Regions from separate parts of the Oncorhynchus mykiss genome. Here region 1 is linked to region 2. A link is a contact called in public Hi-C data. All regions are on one chromosome and are shown on one strand. The core of a region is the stretch at or near the end of the contact, and the rest is flanking DNA. Distances in the headings are between cores, read along the strand shown.

What was found. Hi-C and Micro-C count contacts between places; a contact is called where the count stands out from the background.
Region 1: a contact with region 2 is called in a Hi-C map of liver, with 3 times the contacts expected there. A contact is called at or near these places in 2 of 3 Hi-C or Micro-C datasets (blood and liver).

Annotation. Positions count from the first base shown.
Region 1 is chr2:66,641,551-66,645,702 of USDA_OmykA_1.1, forward strand. It overlaps LOC110494342 (peptide deformylase, mitochondrial), which reads right to left and starts at 2,039. Exons shown (of 3, transcript XM_036953795.1): 1 at 1,984-2,039; 2 at 757-1,388; 3 at 1-551. The coding sequence starts at 1,348. The coding sequence ends at 394.
Region 2 is chr2:66,431,539-66,435,845 of USDA_OmykA_1.1, forward strand. It overlaps adat1 (tRNA-specific adenosine deaminase 1), which reads left to right and starts at 2,942. Exons shown (of 9, transcript XM_021569157.2): 1 at 2,942-3,266; 2 at 3,395-3,460; 3 at 3,570-3,624; 4 at 3,726-3,856. The coding sequence starts at 2,984.

The DNA of each region.
Region 1 (4,152 bases), core at 789-3,288, 210 kb after region 2:
TAAAATAGGAACAGATGTCTCTCGTGCTGTGCTCTTTAGATGTTGATGTTTAAATGTAGGATACTACAGCATATAAAAGCTTTTCAGTTTTTTCTTTACTTCCAACATTCTGCAATATTTTCTCTTTGGTCAGCCATCTGGTGGCACCACAGTTTAGTCAATATTTCAGTTCCTTTAAAAATGTTCACACAAATTAAACAACTTGCAAGATAATTGAATATTCATCCAGACTATAAATCTGCCTTCATAAATACATTATTTATTATTACGAATTTACAGTTTAATCAGTCAAAGGAAAGGTTTCAGAATGGTCTTATCTGCTGCCATGTTATGTCCAAGAACTGTCTTTAAGTGCTGTGGGTCAATCAGGGTGACTAGGTTTGTTTGAAACGGCTACTCATTCTTTGCTGCCCAGTTCACGTTAATGAATGTTTTACTGTCCATGCGGTCAATGTATAGGACTCCATCCAAGTGATCCATCTCATGCTGTAGGATGCGTGCGGGCCAGCCGCTCACTTGCCAGGTCACAGGCTCTGCCTTCTCATTCAAGCCTTTGACACAAAAAATGTAAACATTAATAAAAAAAACAAACGCATGCCTAATTAATTTGATGTTGACCAGCCATGGGCCGAGAGATTTAGGTTAGATGGCTGTTTCGGGTACATTAAATCTGGGGTGTAATCATTACTCCAAACAGTTGCAAAACATAACTTGATTTTTTTTTTGCTGCTCTCTGGAACACGTTACTTATCTCACCTGAGACTTCCACAGAGAGGTAGCGTGGAACAGTGGCCGAGAACCCCGAGATGCTCTCACAGGCTTCCTGGAACAGAACTGTGCGTCCATCTAGGACTCGCAGCTGTGGGTTGATAAAGATCCGCAGAGGCACAGTGGTCAGACCGCGGGCTTCACGTGCAGCAGGCAAGCTGTCCTCCAACATGCGCTCTGGGAACTCCAGAGCTAAGATACGAAGTGGCACTCCAACTTGAGGTGCACTCAGTCCCACACATTCAAATTTCCGCATCACCTTTACCATGCTGTGGATCACCGCCTGAACCTCCGGACCCTGTACTGCCCCAGGGTCCACCGCTGCAGCCTTGGCTCGCAGCACCGGTTCACCCACTTGGCAGACATGGGGGTATGGAGGACTTGGTGGGGGCTTGATCTTCCGCTTCATGTACTGTAGGTAGGAACGAACCTTGATGTTTGTAGAATAAGACCGGTTGGGGGACATGCAGACAGGGACTACCCAGCCAATGGATCCAGTGGAATGGGGCCGTGGGGCTTTTGAAATACACATTCTGTAAGCACGAGTCAACAGCGCTGAAGAGCACACAGTTATATTCATGTCTGGGTTCAATCCTGGCACTAGTCAGTCTGCTACAGTCCTGCAGGAGACAAGGAAAAGACTGTAATGAAGGAAGTCAACAACTTAAATATGGTCAACAACAAATTGGTGTTGGGCAAAGATTGGTATAGATGCACATAAAAAATGGCCAGTTTACCAAATCAATATGTTGTGACCCGGGTATGACCAAAATAATTTCACATTATCACATGACAAGTTTACATGTTGAGCAGCTAACCTAGCTAGTAAGCTAATAGCTACAGCAGTTAGTTAGCTCACTGCACACGATACTGAAACCACGCAAATACAATGAACTCGAGTATCCTATCCCATGCAAGTGTTACACGTTTCCATAACATAAAACGTTTATTATATTGATTGCAGTAGCAACAGCGATGCCATTCTAATACTGTAGTTTATAAATTCATAAAAATACACACGAGCGTGTAATGCCTTGAAGATAATCACTTCCTGGTCAATTATTTCGTCAGGTCTTCAAAATAAAGGTTCTTTATTGTGGAAACGTGAATATATATATATTTTTAATCTAACCTTTATTTAACTAGGCAAGTCAGTTAAGGGGGTAAATATTGATTAACATATAATAATTTGTGCTGTATTGTACGCCTACCTACCATATTTTTATCGGTTGTGTTTTGTACATATGTAGCAGGTTCCCTTGAATACTTCATTTTGACAAATTCTTTACGGTCCTGGCCCGGAAGTATTTGGCCGTGTTTTATTGGCTGTCAGTATGTTGCGTTCAAAACAACTGGAAGGTCTGTCAGATCATGACGACAGTGACCTTCATTTCGGAACGTGATGACGCGTATGCCGACCGGCTTTTATGGGCAGACAAGGGATGCATTTATTTTATATAGTAAACATCCATCAATGATTTGGTTATTTATTATTTATAATAAAACCAACCGTTTTAAATGCACAGTGGTAATCCGATGTCTTATTCAAGCTCAGCTTGCAAGCCTATCATGATGTTTGCCCTTTTCATAGTTACTTGTCTTAACCAGTGGTTATTTAGCGTGTAAATGTTGGTGGGGCAAACTCCCCCAATTTTTTTTAGATGCATGCCAGCAAAGCCACTAAACAACACAACATTAACAATACGTTAATTGCACTATAACGGTGACAAACAGTGCCCACAAACTGTTATGGCCTATGTAACAGGGTTATATTGGTGATTCCCCTTGCCACTTTATTGTTAAGCCAATGGGTTTTTGGTTTGAGTTTGTCTTGCCTTCACCTACTCAACATGGCATCTTATTGGCTGGTTTGCGTAGCTTGCTTACGGTTGGTTGCAAAGCACTGTACATCAAAAGTGATTTTTATACGCTCAGGTGATGATTTAAATGTACAATTTATATCAAATTGTTTGTAAATGTTATTCGAACATCACACATAAGATGCAGCGGTTTTTGGAGAATATTTGTTGTGCATTTTGTTGTAAAGAATTCCCGCCAGTACTAGCTAGCAACTTACTGTGTCTGGTGGGGGGGGTTCATATATTTTGTACAGTGCATGAGTGCAGAGTTGGATGGTGAGACGTGCATTGCATGACGTGCAATTTTGTGTCGTTCTTATCAGAATAAATCTACATGACTGGTGCTACATGTTGGAGTTCCGTGTCGATGACTGATTGTACACAACGCAAGAAGAGTACTGTTACACCTACATAAAACTGTCCCAACAGCAGAGCTTTCTTTTTTTTTTCACTACACCTGGCAGGCTTCCTGCTTTGCAGAGTTGCAAAGAAAAAGCCATATAAAACTAAAAGACTAAGATGGGCAAAAGAACACAGACCTGTGAGCCCCAGTCTCTTTTCTGCTCCCCACACACTACATCCAGCTCCAAAAGTTTTTAAGACATTTTAAACTGGAAAAAGAGGCAGTCACGGTTTTAACTAAACAAGGGTCTCTTCTCTCTTGTGCAGGAGCGGGAACCAGTTTGTCCAGTGTGTGGGCATGCTACAGGCGAACCCACAGCGGTTTGGCGCAACATGGCCAATCCTGTTCTGCTGAACCGGCACCGGGACCTGTCCTGGATGGTCGCCCATGAGATCTTCCCAGTCAGGGCCGTTATGCACTCCCGGGGCATGGCGAGGACACCCGCATGCCCCCGACCAGGCTGCGGCCAAGATGAGTCGGTGAAATACTTGCTCTGGGAGTGCAGAGCCGCCAAGGACCTGTGGAAGGAATCAGACCCCCGGATCTCCTTGTGTCTGCCAGCAGGGGACGATCTAACGTCCCAGTGCTGTATGGGGTGGGCCGAAGGCCTATTCCGCCAAAGGCCTTCACCAAGCTTTGGCCCACCCTCACGTGTCTGAAGGAAGCACTGTGGTCCTCCCGCAACCTGCTGGTAGCAAAATGAGTAGAGACCACCCCCCAGGCTGGGGCCATGATAGCCACGGAAGCCCTGGGATGGTACAGATGAAAGGAGGCCTCGACCCCCAGGCGAAGGGTCCACCACAACACCCAAGGTCCCAGCGGTCACTGCCTGACCGCTGCGGTGCCTAGGGCGATGCGCCTAGGGCAATGCGCCTAGGGGAGGGATCTCCTCTGGGCCCCGAAGGACAGGACGGTTATTGATTCGGAAGAGCAGGAGGAGGCAAGTTGATAAGGACTCACCCCGTTCCTGTACAAAGGACCAAAGACAGCTTTTTAACAAAGTGACTTTTTTAACATGTTTTCATGTCTTTAAAAAATATATTTTGTACACATTTTAAATGGCTTTTAAATATTGGATGTTTTACAGGAAAAAATACTTTTATTCATGGTTGTTTCTATTGT
Region 2 (4,307 bases), core at 1,692-4,191:
GATCAGAACGTTTAGCTTAACATGTTGATAAACTATTAGGCTATTTCTTCACATTATAAGTGCAGCACTAATGTTCCAAAATGCAATCAATTAGCGAGAAAACACAGTTCTCAAAAGTGAACTGGACATGATTTGGAAAGACACACACCTGTCTATATAAGGTCTCACAGTTGACAGTGCATTTCAGAGTAAAAACCAAGCCATGAGGTCGAAGGAATTGTCCATAGAGCTCTGAGACACGATAGTGTCGAGGCACAGATCTGGGGAAGGAAACCAAAAAATGTCTGCAGCATTGAAGGTCCCCATGAACACAGTGGCCTTAAATGGGAGAAGTTTGGAACCACCAAGAATTCTTCCTAGAGAAGAAGGGCCTTGGTCAAGGAGGTGACCAAGAACCCGATGGTCACTCTGACAGAGCTCCAAGGTTCCTCTGTGGAGATGGGAGAACCTTCCAGAAGACTTGCATCACTCCACCAATCAGGCATTCATGGTAGAGTGGCCAGACGGAAGCCAATCCTCAGTAAAAGGCACATGACATTCCGCTTGGAGTTTGACAAAAGGCACCTAAAGGACTCTCAGACCATGAAAAACAATCTTCTCTATTCTGATGAAACCAAGACTGAACTCTTTGGCCTGAATGCCAAGCATCACATCTGGAGGAAACTTGGCACCATCCCTATGGCGAAGAATGGTGGTGGTAGCATCATGCTGTGGGATGTTTTCAGCTGCAGGGACTGGGAGACTAGTCAGGGTCGAGGGAAAGATGAACGGAGAAAAGTACAGAGATCCTTGATGAAAACCTGCTCCAGAGCACTCAGGCTGGGGTGAAGGTTCACCTTCCAACAGGACAACGACACTAAGCACACAGCCAAGACAATTCAGGAGTGGCTTCAGTTCAAGTCTCTGAATGTCCTTGAGTGGCCTAGCCAGAGCCTAGACTTGAACCCGATCTTACATCTTTGGAGAGACCTGAAAATAGCTGTGCAGCGATGTTCCAGATCTTGAGAGGATCTGCAGAAAAGAATGGGAGAAACTCCCCAAATACAGGTCTGCTGAGCTTGTAGCGTCATACCCAAGAAGACTCAAGACTTACGTAAATGGGATATTATTATTTTTTAAATCATTTGTAAACATTTCTAAAAACCTGTTTATGCTTTGTAGTTATGGGGTATTATGTGTAGATTGATGAGTGAAAAAAACTATTTTATCCATTCTAAAATTAGGCAGTAACGTAACAAAATGTGGAAAAAGTCAAGGTGTGTGAATACTTTCCAAATGCACTGTATATCAGGAAAATATGCAGTCCATAAGAAACCGCAACAGATAATTTAAGATACTAATTGCATAAACAAGGTAACGGGAGTATAGTACAGTAATAAACTCATCTCATTAAAACAACACTTCTATATGTTATGATTATGCTACCATAATCGTTCCATTAACTCAGGTGATCTGAAATTCACCAATGTGAAAAAGGACACTTTTGGAGCCTATAGTGGTTGTTTAGAAATGTTATTTCTGGCCAAGTCAGGATATTAAACTGAGGACCTTTAGGTCCATTCTTCCACTTCCTCAAACATAGCAAAAACATAATTGTCATTGTTTTTCAGCTTATCATGATGAATAATAAACACATATTATGAAGAAGCCTCAATAGCATTTTTTAAATGTTTTTCCTAATTTCTTCCTCCTTTTTCTTCTACCCCCTTTCTTCCCCTTCTTTCTCGCACTTAACATATTATTGTTCCCCAGCTCCACCAGAAGCAACGCCAGGACAGTGGGTTCGATTCCCTGGACCATGCATACATAAAATGTATACACGCATGACTGTAAATCGCTTCGGATGAAAGCTTCTGCTCAATGGCATATATAGTATTATTATAATATATTGCACCGTAAACTATTTGCTGTACATTGTGTCACAGTAAAATGGTGGTCCATTCTACTCAGGAGATTTTGTCAGGCGCTATACTTTTGCTATGTTCCGTGTTTTTTGGCACGTTATTGTTCTTATGTGCTGTCATTTTTGGACCGGAATTAAAGTGCGCCTGTTTATTACACTCTGCTCTCCTGCACCTGACTTCGCCTCCCGTACACACCCCTGACAAGTGTTGTAGAGACTGGTGTCCTTCTGGCAGGTTCTACAATCTCAGCCAAGGAACTGTAGTTCTGTCATAGTGGTCAGTGGGTTCCTGGAGAACACTGTGCTCTTGGAAACGTTCAACACTCTATAAATAGCTTTATACCTTTCTGCAGATATAAGCCTCCTCACAATTATATCTAAGAGTTCTACAGACTGTTATTTGGACTTCATGGTATAGTTCCTGCTCAGACATACACTGTCAACTGTGAGACCTTATATAGATAGGTGTTTCTTTCTAAATCAAGTTGTTGTGACATCTCAATGATGACTAAAGAAAATTGGATGTACCTGAGGTTAATTTGGAGTGTCATCATAGCAAACGGATGTGAATACTTATATAAATTAGATATTTCTGTAACACAACACCATTTTTAAATAAGTCAAGGGGTATGAATAATATGAAAAAACAATTGGCCACTCTTTAAGGGCCACAAAATGAGCAGAGTCTCTCCTTGGGGTGTAAACTCTGGATTTGGAAACTAGAAGTGCTCCTGAGTAGAATGGACCCCATTTTTACTGCAATACAATGTACAGGAAATTGTGTAGAGTCCAATAAATTATAGAAGTATATACAGAAAAAACATCGTTGACCATTTAGGCTTGAAAAAATAAACAAATGAATCACATACCTTGTAGAAATACTTAAAATTATTTGTATGATAACTACAGGTCTATCGATAACTGTACACATTTTCGCCCTAATTATTCATTTACAAAGTATACAGGATTGGACTCTTATTCTGAAGGATTCCATATATCCGTGACCTGGAAGTGATTAGCTATTCTTGCCTGCTTCACACGGAGCATGTCTTGTGTGCAAATAAGAATGTGTGTAATGCAATGAATATTGGCTGTATCGTTGAAATACATATACAAGAGAGACTACGAATAACCGTGTTTTATTCACTTTACGTACCTTCACAACAGGCTGCTGCCACCATAGTTAACCAGATAGCTAGTTTGTTTAAAACTCGCTGCAATATGTGGACCGCCGATGAGATTTCCAAACTGTGCTACCAGCGCTTTAGCGAGTTGCCCAAGAGAGGAAAGCCCGAGCCGGGCAGAGAGTGGACGCTTTTGGCCGCCGTAGTAAAGTGTTCAGTGTCCCCGAATCAAGAGAAAGGTGATATATAAATGCATGTCGTTAGCTTTGCGTCATCCCCTTCAGTTCATGTTAATACAAATATTGTACTTGATTTTTCTACCAGAGTGAATGTCAGTACAATAAAGGCTGTTTTATCTCCTTCACAGTTGAGGAGGTAGTGTCATTGGGAACTGGCACTAAGTGTATTGGGCGCTCAGCCATGAGCTCAAAGGGTTGGTATACCTACACAGCCCCACACATACACACACACACTTTATCTTTCACACACACACACACAAGGCATAGACAGGTAGTGGCTCACTCACTTTCTCGTCCAATCAGGAGATGTGCTCAATGACAGCCATGCAGAAGTCATTGCCAGGAGGGGTTGCATTAGGTGAGAGTGTGTCATGCATGAGAGCAAGACCTGTTGGTAACATTTGTTTGTGTGTATGTATGTTTCACCCATAATAACATACGCCTACTTTGTTTGTGCAGGTATCTGACTGAGCAGCTGCGGATGGCAGTATGTGGGCAAGGCAGCACTGTGTTCTGTCAGGGAGAGGAGATGGGAAAGTGGAAGGTGCAGTCAGGGGTGTCTTTCCTGTTCTTCACAAGTCACACACCATGTGAGTTTGGTTGTTTGACATTTTGTTGTTCATGAGAACTATAGGCCTTATAGTCCCAGTCAGTATTAAAGTCCAGGTAGCAGATAATGGACCCCATCAGATATTTATGTAATTGGTGCTGTATATTTACGCAATAAGGCCCAAGGAGGTGTGATATATGGCCAATATACCATGGCTAAGGGCTGTTCTTGAGCGCAACGCAGAGTGCCTGGATACAGCCATTAGCAGTGGTACATTGGACATATACCACAAACCCCCAAGGTGCCTTATTGCTATTATACACTGGTTACCAAAAGTAATTAGAACAGTAAAAAGTTACAAATCATACCTGTGGTATATGGTCTGATATTGAAACTTTATTTAAATAGGCAAGTCAGTTAAGAACAAATTCTTATTTACAATGACGGCCAAACCCTGGTGACGCTGGGCCAATTGTGCGCTGCCCTACGGG